Regions from separate parts of the Mus musculus genome. Here regions 1 and 3 are each linked to region 2. The links are chromatin contacts, called in public HiChIP or PLAC-seq maps. All regions are on one chromosome and are shown on one strand. The core of a region is the stretch at or near the end of the contact, and the rest is flanking DNA. Distances in the headings are between cores, read along the strand shown. Region 1 overlaps Nmnat2 (nicotinamide nucleotide adenylyltransferase 2). Region 2 overlaps Lamc1 (laminin, gamma 1). Region 3 overlaps Nmnat2 (nicotinamide nucleotide adenylyltransferase 2).

Region 1 (4,570 bases), core at 2,014-4,513, 180 kb before region 2:
TATTTAGGATACGAACCACATTAATTATTACCTAAACTAGAAATATCTTTAGAGACCCAGCCTCTTGGCCCGCTTTATGCCATGTGTCGGAAGGACTCTAAACTTGAGTTATCAAATTTAACACTAACCATCTGTAGCAATGTAACAATTATTAATCTTAACCAACAACTTATGAGCTGATTGTGAAAACACTCAGAGCACATTACCAATAAAAAAGAACCAAATGAAGCAGTTACATTTAGACCAATCAGAGAATAATAATTTTTGTAGCTACAATCATAGAATAAAAAACACTTTACCATTGTCAAACACATTAATCATAAACCATTTATTAGCTTTTTTACTCCGAAACTTAGAGGCTGTGCACTCGCCCTTATTTCCTAAAACGAACAGTTTTTCCAGCAGGGGCCCTCCCGCCATGTGTCTGATTCCTGGCTGAAACACGTGGCAGCTCTCGGCTTTGCAGATAAAGTTTTTTATACCATCTTTATTATCCAACATAAAACATAGAACATTCATTCATACAGACTGGACACGAACATACATGAATTGAACACGAGAACAGATTGGTGCACCGGACATTAGACAAGACACAAAAGGGAACAGAGTACTCCTGCTATAAGGCCCAGAGAGATATTTCTCTCTGCTTTTTGGGACATTTTCCTCCCTTATGATGCATTTTTTATTAACTGGGGCAATCTGCCTATTCCTTTTAATAAACCCTTTCTTTTCTCACGCCTCATGTAGCTTCAGAGAGCTACGGCCTACCGCCTATTACCCAGCTCCTCACTGCTGAACCTAAGTGAACCAGCGCTCGGGTTTAACGCTGTCTCAGCTTAGCCCATACCTTCTCCAGTATGAATTTCCTTTATCCTTTATTTTATGGAGCTCCGAACCAGCAGCGTCTCTTCCAAAAATCCTTTGCCGTTTCTCAGTCCCGAGTTGGTTCGCCAATTGTTGTGTCCGGCCATCAGACCACAACCTGGGTTCTAGCCTGGAAAGGCATTTTGGAAACCTGGAAGAGAAGAGGGGCTAGGTGGCGAGAGAAAGGAATGTAGCCAAGACAGTTACTCTGATCAAGGCTCAAATTTTATTGTTGCGACACTAGTTATGAAGGAAGGGGGAGGGGACCCGATTCCCGCCGAATAATCTCTGGTCCAGTAGAAAGGTGCACGTGTGTGGCTCCGCAGGTTCCAGCAGTGGGCGTGGCAGAACGAATGAGCAGGAAGCTCCACCCCTGAGCAAGCAGGTTTCAGGCTGGGGAAGGGGAGACTACAGATAGGCTGACAGATACAGCACACTGCCCTTTGTGGTCATCTCCGCACACTGCGAGTGGAACATCTTTGGCCCCGTGCTACCTAAAACGGGTCATTCTGATCCAAGGAGACCTGTATCCCAGCCCTCTCCTTGCCGTTGGAGGGGCTGTCACCACCCTCTCTTCACTGAGCAGCCTCTGACCGCCCTGCACTGCACCAACCCCCACATCCGGGCTTCATTTTACTACATGAGATGAGGGTCCCAGAACATCCTAGTAGACCAGGAGCAGGGGGAGCATGGAACACTCTGCTACTCAACCTATTACTTTCCTCTGTGGAAGTAGACAGAACATCTATCTTCAGAACCCTTCATTCCTGTCCTGATTCGGTTTTTGGTCATCTTGGAAAGACGGTGAGACAGGTCAGCCTCACTTACTCTTCTGGGAAGTGTCCACAACCAAATGATAAAAGACTGCTCCGAGCTGAACAGATGGCTCAGCAGTTAGAGAGGGCTCATGTTCAAGGCGATCTGATGCCTCTGTTGTCTGTAGACCCTGCTTTCCTATGCACCTACCACACAGACACATACATACATACATACATACATACATACATACATACATAGAATGAACGATACAACTTTTTTTTTAAGATACCTAATTTCCTGTATAAAGGTGTGTCAGTCAGGATAGGTGAAAATGTGCTGTGGTAACAAACACAATTATCAGTGGCTTACATCAGTTTATTTCTCACACTTGCCACTTGAGTTGGGGAGAGGAGTGTCATCTGGGAATCCATGTTTTTTTTTTTTTTTTTTTTTTTTTAGTCACACAGAGACCCTAAGGAAGCTTCAGAAATGGAGAGCCAAAAACCCTTCTGGTATTCTTGAGCTCTGACCTGGGCATAATGGCCATAAGGGCCTGGCCATTGTTGGGTTGTCCAAATGCCCGGGCTTTCTGGGCACTTCCTCTGTTACTCATGCCCAGAGCTTGAACCTGAGCCAGAGAAACACATTCCCAAGCTCCAGCTGAGGCAGCCCGCGGAGGCAGCCCTCGGAGGCTGGCTGATAGTGTAGCTTCCAGATGGCCCACAGCCTTGCAGCCAGAGCTCAGTGCTGCTTCCTGATAACTCCATGTTTCCCAGTCCTGGGATAAGGCTGGTGGTCCTGGTGAACTTGCCAGGGAGGTGGCCACTCGAGGCTGGGTATGTAAAAACTGCTGCGGACAGGAGAGCCATGGAGCACCGAGCAAGGGACAGGCAATGGTGGGGGTGGGGTGTGCATGGCCAATCATTTCCTTCCTGGCAGAGCAAGGTAAATGGGACCAAGGATGCAGAAAGAGAAGAAATGTCCTTGGCCACAGAATAGCTGCTAAGTGCCAGTGTGGCACTGTCTTTTCTGGTGGTAAAATAATAATTAAAGACTGTAGATTACCTCTTCATTCCATCAGCTGCAGCTGGGCAGAGGATCCCACAAAGCAGGCTGGGAAGCTGTCTTACAGATGCAGTTGGATGTCCCTGTGACCTCCTCATGTTAGGAGCAGTCAGAAGTGATGGGTTAGCCCACCAAACAAATGCCCGCTCTTCTAGGGCTCAGGACTCCAGGCATTCCGCCTGCAGGATCCCCTTTAGAAGCTGTGCCCAGAGAGTCTTCCTGCTCATCCCTGGGGCTTGAGGGTTCTTTCACAGCAGGACTCCAATCCTGAAAATGCAGTGGGTACCCTCACCTGGGAGATAATGGCTTTTGGGGAAGGGACCTTAATTATGCACTTAATCTCATGATTCTCTGTCGCCCTCTGACCCTGGGTAAAGGTGGGTTGCTTCTGTCTCCACTGTGGAGAAAGCTACTTTCTCAGCCCTGTACGTTCTCCATCACTGAGGGAGCAATGGGCGTGATAACACAGGATGTGGGATAATGTATCTCAAGTCACCATGTGGTTCTGAGGTGTGATGGGCAGGCCTGAGGGGCCTTGAAACACACCCCACACTTCCTGTGACACAATACATCCTGCTGTCTATGGCACTGGTGTCTAGCTGGTTACTGACATGTCTAGCTGGCAGAGGCTGAGGGAGTGATGAGGTCTGTGGTCAGCCTGACCTTTCCCAGGCCTGCAGAGCACCCTCACAGATATGATCTCATGTGAGTCATGACACACAGAGATTACATCAAGTCCTACCAGGTGTCACGGACTTTACACGTACGTGCTCAGGTAATTCTGCCACAGATGAAATGGATTAAGGTAGGCCTGCCTTCCTGAGGTGAGTGGCAGTCCTCTGGCCATGAGATTGGCCTGCCTAACTGGGCTAACTCCTAAGGCAGGAGACTATGGCTGAATTCCACCTACATGTAGATTCCTTTGTTTGTTTTGTTTGTTTTGGTTTTTTTGTTTGTTTGTTTGTTTTGTTTTAACTGCAAGGGATGGCTGAAGATTGTAACCCCAGCACTCAGGAGGCAGAGATAGGTGGATCTCTGAGTTTGAGGCCAGCTTAGTCTATAGAGTGAGTTCCAGAATAGCCAGGGCTACACCAAAAAAAAGAAAAAAAAAAAAAAAAAACCATCTCAAAAAATAAAAAATAAAAAAAGGAAAGTGAAATGTCATCTTCAACTACACAGTTGGAAGTTAGCCTGAGATGCATCAGATGCTGTTTCTTTTAAAAGAAAAAAGGTAACTATAATGTCATACTTGAATTAAAATTAAGGTTCAGGAACAATTAACTGTCTAAGGTCACATAGCTAGGAGGGAACCCTGGACTGGGGAGCAGGGGTATGTGATACCCTCCCAAGCTTATCTTGCTGAGCTACCCTGTTTCCTGCCAGTGTCGACCATGTGGTGCAGCTGCATCTAGAGCCAACCCCAGGACCCTCCCTGAGCTTGAAGCTGACTCCCTCTGCCTGAGATGGTTATCCACCGGGCAATTGGGCCATGAGTCTCAGTGCCCCTGGGCTAAGGACACTGACTAAATGCTTCTCCTCTCCCCAGAGGGTGACCGGCTGCATCCTCTCCAACGTCAACACACCTTCCATGACACCTGTGATCGGACAGCCACAGCATGAGAACACCCAGCCCATTTACCAGAACAGCAATGTGCCCACCAAGCCCACTGCAGGTAAGGGATGCTGGGTAAACTCTTTAGTCTTCAGAATCACCTAGAGGGCCCGCCCAGGATTTGAATTGGTCAGGCTGGAAGGAGGAAGAGGCGTAAGGGAAGGAAAGAGAAGGAAGAATGGAGGAGGGAGGGAAAGAGAAGGAGGCAGAAGAGAAGGGAAAAGGGGGAGGAAGGGGAGGAGAGAGGAGAGAAGAGAATGTGCCTTCTGA
Region 2 (4,583 bases), core at 2,056-4,555:
CCTACACAGCTTTATCTACAGTAAGGCTGATTTTCTCAACTGGTCCAGATCAGAGAAGAGATTTAATAACTGCCCCTGACACATACACACACACACACACACACACACACACACACACACACACACACACACGCATGCAAGAAGAACATAGGACTATGCTCTATGAGGCCTGTGCTCAGGTCTAGCTCCTTTATTGTCTGATTTCTCTGTAGCAATTTCTCTTTTATAAAGATAAGGACAATCCTGCCCATCTGCTCTTGCATACCCTTGACCCATTATAAAGTTCTAGGAAGCGTAAAGCAATACTGTAACAGAGTTTATGAAGACAACTCTTGAACCAAGGGTTTGAACCTATTCAGACAAGGACCTAACTGGCCCAGGGGCTACTTCGTAATTACACTCACAGAAGAACACTCCACAAATACAGGCCTCCCTAAGGTACCCACATAGCACTTTTCCAAGCAGGTCACACACAACAGTTTCTACAGCTCTGTTGAAAGAACCATTGTCTCTGCTAAATCAAAATATGGCAAGCCATGAGGATGAGATTGTTGTATAGTATGCATGGTATTCCAGAAACTTACTATCTAAGACATTCCAACAAGGCAAACAGTTGATTCTGCACGGGAGTAGGTGGCTTGGGATTCTACTGGGCTTCCACATTACCTTGCGTTTCTTCTTTTCCTACCTTTCTGACATCTCTGTGCGTTTTAGCACCCTGACCTATGGCAGACACCTTCTGAAATAAGTTTGCATAAAAGACCCCTCATGTGTCCATAGCAGCAGAACACCCAGAGAGCTACACAAGGAATGGAATGGAGGGGCCAGGGCATGCAATCATCTGTGCTACTGAGACTATGATGCCTGTAAATGATTGAGACTTGAGGGCTCCCATGTCTGCCTCTGCGTCTCCTTCCCCCTGCCTGCCCTCCCTCTATCTTACCAGATTTCCTACTCTTATTGGTCCGTCTTATAATTCAACTCTGGCAAAGTGAAAACTAATTCAATAATAGGTGGATAGAAAGTAAGTCCAGGTTCTGATTTCCAATCCAGTGAGTCTGCCACGCTATCATTTCATCATGGGATCGATCAATCAAAACAAGACACTATGGCTTTGAGGAGCAGGAGCCAGATCAAATGATTGAGGAAATCCTAAATTCTGGATGCATCACCTCTTGTTCAGGCATAAGAAGACAAGCCATCCGTACACCCAGCCTTCAGAAAATACTTAGCATCTGAGAGTTCTGCTGCCCTTCTCCCTCCCCTGCCACATGTTCCCCTTAAAACAAAACCCTCAAGTGCAGATGTTTAGAATGGAACGCTCAAAATTAATTCCTATGTTCTGCTCTGAATCCTACAGTCCATGCTGGCTGAAGAGATGGAGAAGGGGAGGGGGCTGCCCGAACAATGGGGATGCAGCCATGCTCCCAGCAGGGCCAAGCCAAGGAATTCTGCTGCAGCCTCCTACGTGGTAAAATATTTCTAATCTCCCCGAGTACGGAGAAGCTCTTCCTGTCTCAGAGTTGGATGCAAACACTGACTGCCGGGGAACATAAACGTCTCTCTGTTATGTGCAGTTCAGAGAAATTCCATGAGGACCTTGTGAAACAACTGCCTGTATAGTTTACTGATGAATGATAATGGCCATACAGAACTTTCCAGGATTCCAAAATGCCTTCCAAGGGCTGAATCAGAACAAAAGAAGTTCCTTCTAAAGAACCAAATTAGGTGCCACGGGGCTCACTATTGAACTTACAGGCTAACTCTCTAGAAATCAGAAACTGAACTCTCTCTCTCTCTCTCTGTCAAGTCAAGATCAAGAACGTTAACACTAAGAAAGCTGTAGAACAGTCAATTAGAGACGGTGTATGTTTAGGCTACTAACTAGGCCTCTCCAAACAGTTAACACAAACAGTAGACGCAGAAGGCCACTGTTTGAAAACGTTCTCAGGGTTGTGAGCAGAGAGTTCCCAGGACAGCATGTCCAGCTGTGCACCAGCTGCCACTGCTGCACCTCAGAGATGACTGCACACAAATACAACGCCACCAGTCCACACAGTCCAGAGCCAAGTCAGGGCCGGGTTTGGGATCTTCAGGCCAACCCATGAGAAAGCACTGGGACAGTTAAGCACATCCAGGGTGTGCTGAGGTGACCCCAGCAAGTCCAGAAGAGTCATCCCTATGACTGAAAGCTCCGTCCTTGAGGGCCTGGGCGAAGAGCTGGGTTCTTCCTACTGCCGTAAGCATCATCTTTCAAATAAAATGTTGAAAGAGAGGAAGGAGAGGAAGAGGAAAGAGAGGGGCAACCAATTTCTTCCCCTTAGATTTCAGCAACTGTTCATAGTCTTGCCCTTTGTCAAGTAGCCAAATACTATCAGAAAAAGGGCACAGGCCCACAGAAAGTACATTTAAATTACTACAATTTTACAAATGGGATAACCTTGACAGTTTTCTAGCAAACGGTAATTTTCAACTAAACTTATTATAACAAATACAATGGAGCTTTCAGTCTGAGAAAGTCTCCTCTCAAAAGCATGGCCCGGGCCTTCAACAGTCTTATGTTCCAAGTGTGTGTGATGAACACATCCCTTCACATTTGTGCTACGCTATAACCCAGACCTGCTAAATGCAAAGGCAGAACATGGGGGGCCAAAGTATTTAGAGTTCTTTTGTAAGAGTTGGTCTATACATCAAAGGCTACTTATAAGAACCATGGTATATGTCAGCATGGAGCTAAGGAGAAGAACATGTTTTGAAGTGAATGATATGGTTTTGGAGATAAAAACATCCCAATTTCTAAGAAAATTAGATTTTTCCATAAAGTATCAAACTTGAAGTTTTGGTGAAGGCCACAATTCTGCCCTCTCCCTGCTATTCCCCCTAAAACCACCTGGTACTATCCGTCCCTACTGCCAAGGAACAGGTCTCCAAAGGCTGCATATTCTTTAGTAAACTGAAAAGCCACACTATTGTGACTCAGCCTGGTTATTAAACATGGCTGTCTCATCAGACAGCCACTGCACAGACCGAGAGACTTCTTAACTAATACTAAAATGTCAAGCATGCTTGGAAGGTCATTTAAAATAGGTGCAAATTACCATTAGAGACTACCATTTTCCATTACTAAACATCAGATATATTTATCTTAATCTGGGTACCTCCTCTGCCACTTCACGTTATAGCTTCAGCAAAAGAGATTAGATTACCAAGTGAAAAGCCAAGCCAAGAACTGGCTGGGAGCATGGCTGATTAACCCAAGCCTCATGCTTACAAGACTTAATACAAGCCCTGATTCAGGCTAGTGGGTCACAACATGCCTGAAATCCTTTAGCCGAGCTAAAGGAATGAGGCTGGTCCTTCCTCCCACTCATCTGCACACTCAGGGAAAAAAAAAACCTACTCACTCTGCTAAGCCAAGTTCTAGCTGTGGGAACCGACTGACAGGAGGGAGGCAGACAAAGAAGGCAGATGATTAAATTTACTGAGCGAATAAAGTAAGCAAAATGTCAGTGATGCATACGCTGGCTGCAGTAGAGGGACTTGAAACATGGGAAAGAGAAAGAAAGAAGACACCAGAATCTGCAGGTCTGTATGGCTCTATGCTGTCTTGTCTGCACAGAGGATGAGCATCAGTAAAGGATTCGTGAACAGACAGCCTGATGGTAAAACCTTTCCAGCATCTAAGGATAGCAGTGTAGTACAAACCAAGACCAACTCCGATAACCAACCCCACCTGATCCCCACAATACACGGAGCTGCAGAAGGCTAAAGAGTGCAGCTTTGTTTCTTCATTAACTATTTAGTCAGTGAATGACCCCAAAGCTCACGGTGACAAACTTCTGAGAATAGTCTAACCTTCCATTTTGTAAGAATACCTTTAACTGGTTGTTTCTGTAGGTCCCAATGAACACGTTCCCTTTCAACTCCCCACAACCATGTTCCGCTTCGCTTGCATCTCTCATCTATATGAGAAATTCCTATAAAACCACGTATGGCTCAGTATAAGATGGCTTTCTCAGTTTTCATGGTTGTGCGTTCATTTCTTACCACAGCTACCCACTAGGTCAGAGTTAACACTCCTCACTGGTCCCAAGAGTCGTATAGATCCAAATTCTTCCATTCACTCAGCAAATATTTACTGAATGTTAATATGTACCAGCTAGTCAATATTCTAAGCATGAGGCCACAGCAGAAAGGGAGATCCATATGGTGCCAAGCAGGTGGAGTTCACCGTCTAGTGGGTGTCAGAGCGGGGCTAGGGCTGGAATAAATACGCACTAATGTTGTCAACTGGGGGAAAGGCTCTGTCACTGCTTGCCATGGGAAACTTCAAGGACTTGAGTTTGATCTCTAGCCCCAACGTAAAGGCCAAACAGGAATGTGCCTACAAAATCCCAATGCTGTCAAGGCAGAGACAGGCTGATCCCTTGGACTTGTTGGCTAGCCAGCCAAGCACAATCAGTGAGTCCCTGATCCCAGTGAGGGGCCTTGTCTCAAAAAACAGACTCTGGGGCTCCTCGGGAATGGTATCTGATGGTGAATTCCAGCCTCCACATGTACACACTTGCACAACCATGAGCACT
Region 3 (4,704 bases), core at 1,475-3,974, 220 kb before region 2:
CATAATCCATGGAAAACACAGCTGCCTCCTGACCTAGTGCTGACGTGGCCACGTGCTTAGAGGAACACTGCCAGATATCCCCAAAGTAATGTAGATTTAGTCCCCGCTGAACTCCGGGAAAGAACACTTGGAAGTCACCAGAAACGATATGGAAGTGCTTTGGTCAAGTCCTAACGAAAATGAATGAGGGAAACGAAGGAGAAAAGAAGGAGGGGAGAGAGGGGGGGGAGCGGATAAAGGAAGAAGAGGAGGGCAAAGAAGGAGAGGAGAGGGTGAAGAGGAGAGGGAAGAGAAGAGGAAGAGGGAGGAGAAAGAAGCTAGGTCTCGTGTCTCATGTCTATAGCTGAGGCAGGGTTGCCTCCATTTGGGGTAAGCCAGGGCTATAGAGAAACAAAATAATGAGTGAAAGAAAAAAAAAAGAAAGAGGAAGAGAGAGAGAGAAGGAAGGGAGGGGTTATGACAAAGGAACTCTCATGAATATATGTGTGGTAACAAGAAATACAGATTGCTAAAGCCATAACCTTCCAAAAGAATACATTTACAAGAACATCCATCTAGGGTCCCTCTCTTCAACCCCAGGCTCACGACATCCTTGTTATTCACCCCTGTAGTGGAGGAGTATTGTTTCAAAGTATCTACTTAAGCCTCCCCATTTCCCCCTTTGAACACTTCCCCTGCCTGGCCCTCAAGTAACACCTCTTCCCATTGCAGGGTCCACTGTTCCCCGATCATCCTCAGCATCCCTTGCTGTTCAAACTGACAAAACACCAAAGGGATGCTCTGTTCAAACCAGGACACCGCTCAGCCCCTCCCCTCTCCTTCTCCGATACTGTCGCCTCATTCCAACTCCTAAATGCTCCCCCATCTCAGAAGGTTCGTCTCTGTCTTCTCCTGTTTCACTCTTGGAGTCTATTACTTCACCTCCTCTGGTAACTCAGAGAGTTGCTCTCCGAGGACATTAGTGCTGCTATTCTGTGGTCTCTCTTTCTCTCCTTTCTTCCACTCATTTGGCCAGAAGAAATCTATCCCAGCACGCCCATGATGGACAGAGAAGGCAAAGGGAGAAAATGGGGGAAGCCAGCGGGAGGAAGAAGACCACAGGAGCTTCCCAGCGACACAGCTGGGAGGCAGAAAGATGGGGAAACTCCCGCATAGGACCTTCAGGGATTACCTCCCCTCCCAGTCCCATGGGAGTCCCCAACGACTCTTGTCTGATGGGACAAGAATGTTCTGTTGATTCCCCATGTGGAGGACTCCCTTGTAGAATAGTGGGAGCAAAAGGAAAAAAAGACAAATGAAAGAAAAGAGAGATGGAGGGAGGAGGGAAGAGATGGAGGGAGGAGGGGGAGAAAGAGAGCTAGCACTGCTACCTTAGCAGGTGGAAGCAGGAGGCAGACAGGCCCATCCCCAATCCCTCCCCCCTCCCCCCACCCCCCTCTACCCCTGCCTCTGTGCTGGAGGCCCTGCTGAGAGGGGAGGCCTTGCCTGAGATACTCTTAGTGTCCTGCCCTGCTTCTGGTTCTCCTTGTGCCTCTGGAAAATCACCGTGATCCTTGGAGCTGGTAGACACGCGTGTATGCGCCATGTCAGTTCAGCCCGGCAACCGCTGGAGCAGGAGGCATTGCGTTGGAATGATCAGTTTAGAAAGTAAACTCCTCCAGGTTGAGCTTTCATAGAAATCCTAGTGTTCCCTGTGCTTGGTTTCCCACACTGGTGCATAGTAGGTGCTCAATGCTGATGCAATCTAATTGATGCAAGGTGATTTATTTTTTACAGGCAGGCCTCCAGAAGTCCAAAGCCAGGGCCATTTTCCCGTGGAAACAGACCAGACTCTATCTAACCTTGACTTCCAGTTCAGTATACCCACCGTGACAGTCCCAGGAAGGGCAGGGGCGCACACTCCCATATCTCCACAGAGATTGCCTGGCAGCAAGGGCAGTACAGAGGCTGTGTGTAGACTCAGTGTCACCCCTTCTATGGCCTTAGATGCAAGTCCTAAGGGCTGGAGAGATGGCTCCGTGGTTAAAAATGCTTACTGTTCTTGTGGGGGATCCAGTACTGACCTCAGAGGGCTCACACTGCCTTTACCTCCAGTTCCAGAGGATCTGAGCCCTCATTTGGCCACTGTGGTGTCTTATTAAGGTTTCTATTGCTGTGCTGAATACACCATGACCAAAATCCAAGTTGAGGAGGAAAGGGTTTATTTCGCTTACACTTTCATATCACTGTTTGTCATTGAAGGAAATCAGGACAGGAACTCAATCAAGGCAGGAACTGATGCAGCGGCCATTGAGGGGTGCTGCTTAGTGGCTTGCTCCCCATGACTTGCTCAGCCTGCTGGCTTATCGAACCCAGGACCACCAGCCCAGGGATTGCCCCACACCCAACTGGCTGGGTCTGCCTCCATCGATCACTAATCAAGAGAATGCCCTACAGCCGGATCCTATAGAGGCATTTTCTCAGTTGAGGTTTCCCTCCTTTCAGATATCTCGCTGTGTCAAGCTATCATAAAACTGCACAGCACAATGGGTACCTGCACTTACATACACAACACTCACCCCGGCCCCACACAGACGTACAGATACGATCTTCTGTTTGTTTTTGTTGTCTGAGACACCACACCCTCTGCTGGGCGTCTATCAAGGGAAAGAATAGATGGAGGCCAGTAACTGGGTTTCTTTGGTGTGTGTCTCACCAGGGCACAGCAGATGGAGCCCGTGGCCTCCGGCTCACTCCAGGCAGGAAGGATGCTGGGCTTTTCCCAAGGAGAGGGGGTTGTGTAATGATCCCACTGCCTTGGCCTCCCTGACCCCGCCTTTGGCTTCCAGAGACTCCGTGCCCTCAGAAATTCCGCCCACTGCTCTCTTTAGGGGATTTCCTTTCTCAGGGAGAACAAAATGACCTCTTTTGGTTTTTCAAAAACTGCCTGGGAACGAGTTTCCCAGAGCTGACCTAACTCTCGGCAGACGACTCAAATGGAGTCCTTTCTTGTGAGCCTTGCCTCTGCGGCCCTGGTCTCCACTCCCACCCACAGAGGCCAAGTCTCTCCTCTAACCTGGGTGTTTCTCCTTCAGACATGACTGAGGTCTGCCAACAAGAGAGAGTGTCAGGCTGGACGCCCAGAGGGGCTAGATAGCTAGGCCACAGAACCACTAGTTACCTTAAGGCCCAGGGAACAATGGCTGGCACATTAAATTCTTGTTGTTATTAGTCCGGTTCCAGTGAATGATGGCATGAGCCGTACATGTATATGTATAGGGGTGTGTGTGTGTGTGTGTGTGTGTGTGTGTGTGTGTGTATGTACAGATATGTGTATATGCAAGTGCCTGAGATCTGGTGTCTTCTCAGTGGATTTCATGTGTGTATGTGTATGAATATATATGTGTATGTGTAAATAAATATATATTTATATATAATTTAAACATATAAAATATATACATAAATTTATATAAACATATCAATGCATAAATTTATATAAATACATAATTGTTTGTTTAAATTTATATAAATATTTATATAAATATAGGTAAATATATAAAGATATATATTTCTTTTTTCTTTTCTTTTTTTTTTTTTTTAAAGATGAGGTCTCTCACTGAACCTGGAACGAGCTCCAGGTATCCTCCTGGTTCTTTCTCTAGCCACTGCAGTCTCTTGTCTCTGAGCCTTCTCTTATCTTTTAATAAAGAAAGAGGAAAACAGAGTCAACTTTCCTCGGTTTCTTCACTTCCCAAGGCTTGCACAAAGCTGGGTATGATGGTCTATGTCTATAATCCCCAGTACTTGGAAGCAAGAAGATTAGGAGCTAAGCTACATAGCAAGTTTGAGGCCAAAAAAAAAAAAAAAAAAAAAAAAAAAAAGTATGTGTTTTTCAGGGAAGACTTAGCATACAAGTCTACTTGTGGTTACTGTTGGGCTCCTACTCAGCAGGAATTAAAGGCTGGGGCACAGAGACGGGCACTGCACACGTGCCAAATCTGAGTTCCAAGAGAATTGGCTACTTTGGATTTCCAGCAGATCTTGAAGGATGTGTGAGAAATTGCTTGGTTTAATCAGTGTTTGCTTAGTGTCAAACCTATCTGAAATGTCCTGATAAGGGCTTGGGGGTGGGCTTTGTTTGGGGTGCATAAGGCAATAAACTGGAGGAGGTGCAGTTCCTGCCCTTCAGAAAACTGGCAGTACCCCACACCCCTGGACAGTCTTTCACACACCCATGCCTGGCCAGCTCTGAGGCCTGGGGGATGCCTGGTGCTGCATCAGCCTTTGGAAGCAACCTGGGGGTGTTGTTCAGCTCAGCCTATGATCTGATCTCCATAGACAGGAAAGAGATTGTGAGGGGACGGGGAAGGAGAGCAGGCATGCATGCAGACACACATGCCTATGTGTGGTATGTGGGGTGAATCTGCTCCCTTTTCAAGCTGAGAGGTCTAGAGTGGAGGAAGAGGCCAACCCTCTCCTCTTGCTCACAACACACAGAGCAACCACTGATCTCAGTAGGGAGTCGCAGCCACAGTAATGCCCCCCCCCCCCAGTGACACAGACACTTGGCTTGCCACCCACGCCCTCTTCATCGTTCACATGACTCCTGTGACCTCTGCCAAAATGAATACCAGATTCCAGGAAAGAAAGCTCCTGGGAACCCGAACCTGTGGAGTTGGAGGGGAGTCCAGTGATGTCACTACCGCTGCTACATGCACATCAGAA

Evidence for each region. HiChIP or PLAC-seq counts read pairs in DNA pulled down with a chosen protein or histone mark.
Region 1: an HNF4G HiChIP or PLAC-seq map of pancreatic cancer cells shows a contact between it and region 2. The contact joins two enhancer-like sites. A contact is called at or near these places in 1 of 484 Hi-C or Micro-C datasets (muscle stem cells), 7 of 115 datasets of contacts at active chromatin or transcription factors (astrocytes, embryonic stem cells, extraembryonic endoderm stem cells and 2 more) and 1 of 9 other capture datasets (adipose tissue).
Region 3: a contact with region 2 is called in an HNF4G HiChIP or PLAC-seq map of pancreatic cancer cells. The contact joins two enhancer-like sites. A contact is called at or near these places in 2 of 15 datasets of contacts at CTCF or cohesin (the NIH/3T3 cell line and large pre-B cells), 1 of 484 Hi-C or Micro-C datasets (muscle stem cells) and 3 of 115 datasets of contacts at active chromatin or transcription factors (embryonic stem cells, fibro-adipogenic progenitors and pancreatic cancer cells).

Annotation. Positions count from the first base shown.
Region 1 is chr1:153,082,103-153,086,672 of GRCm38.p6, forward strand. Nmnat2 (nicotinamide nucleotide adenylyltransferase 2) reads left to right here. Exons shown (of 11, transcript NM_175460.3): 5 at 4,235-4,361. Among named protein-coding and RNA genes, the nearest start is that of Lamc2, 100 kb to the right of the region's middle. Within about 2 kb of position 3,264, at least 89 of the 459 cell types and tissues checked have an H3K27ac peak or open chromatin away from gene starts, as enhancers often do. A contact at or near this core is called in muscle stem cells and pancreatic cancer cells, where this site is marked.
Region 2 is chr1:153,263,751-153,268,333 of GRCm38.p6, forward strand. The region is part of intron 1 of Lamc1 (laminin, gamma 1); the gene reads right to left. Among named protein-coding and RNA genes, the nearest start is that of Lamc1, 67 kb to the right of the region's middle. Within about 2 kb of position 3,306, at least 62 of the 459 cell types and tissues checked have an H3K27ac peak or open chromatin away from gene starts, as enhancers often do. A contact at or near this core is called in muscle stem cells and pancreatic cancer cells, where this site is marked.
Region 3 is chr1:153,045,572-153,050,275 of GRCm38.p6, forward strand. All of the region lies in intron 1 of Nmnat2 (nicotinamide nucleotide adenylyltransferase 2), which reads left to right. Among named protein-coding and RNA genes, the nearest start is that of Nmnat2, 93 kb to the left of the region's middle. Within about 2 kb of position 2,725, at least 83 of the 459 cell types and tissues checked have an H3K27ac peak or open chromatin away from gene starts, as enhancers often do. A contact at or near this core is called in muscle stem cells and pancreatic cancer cells, where this site is marked.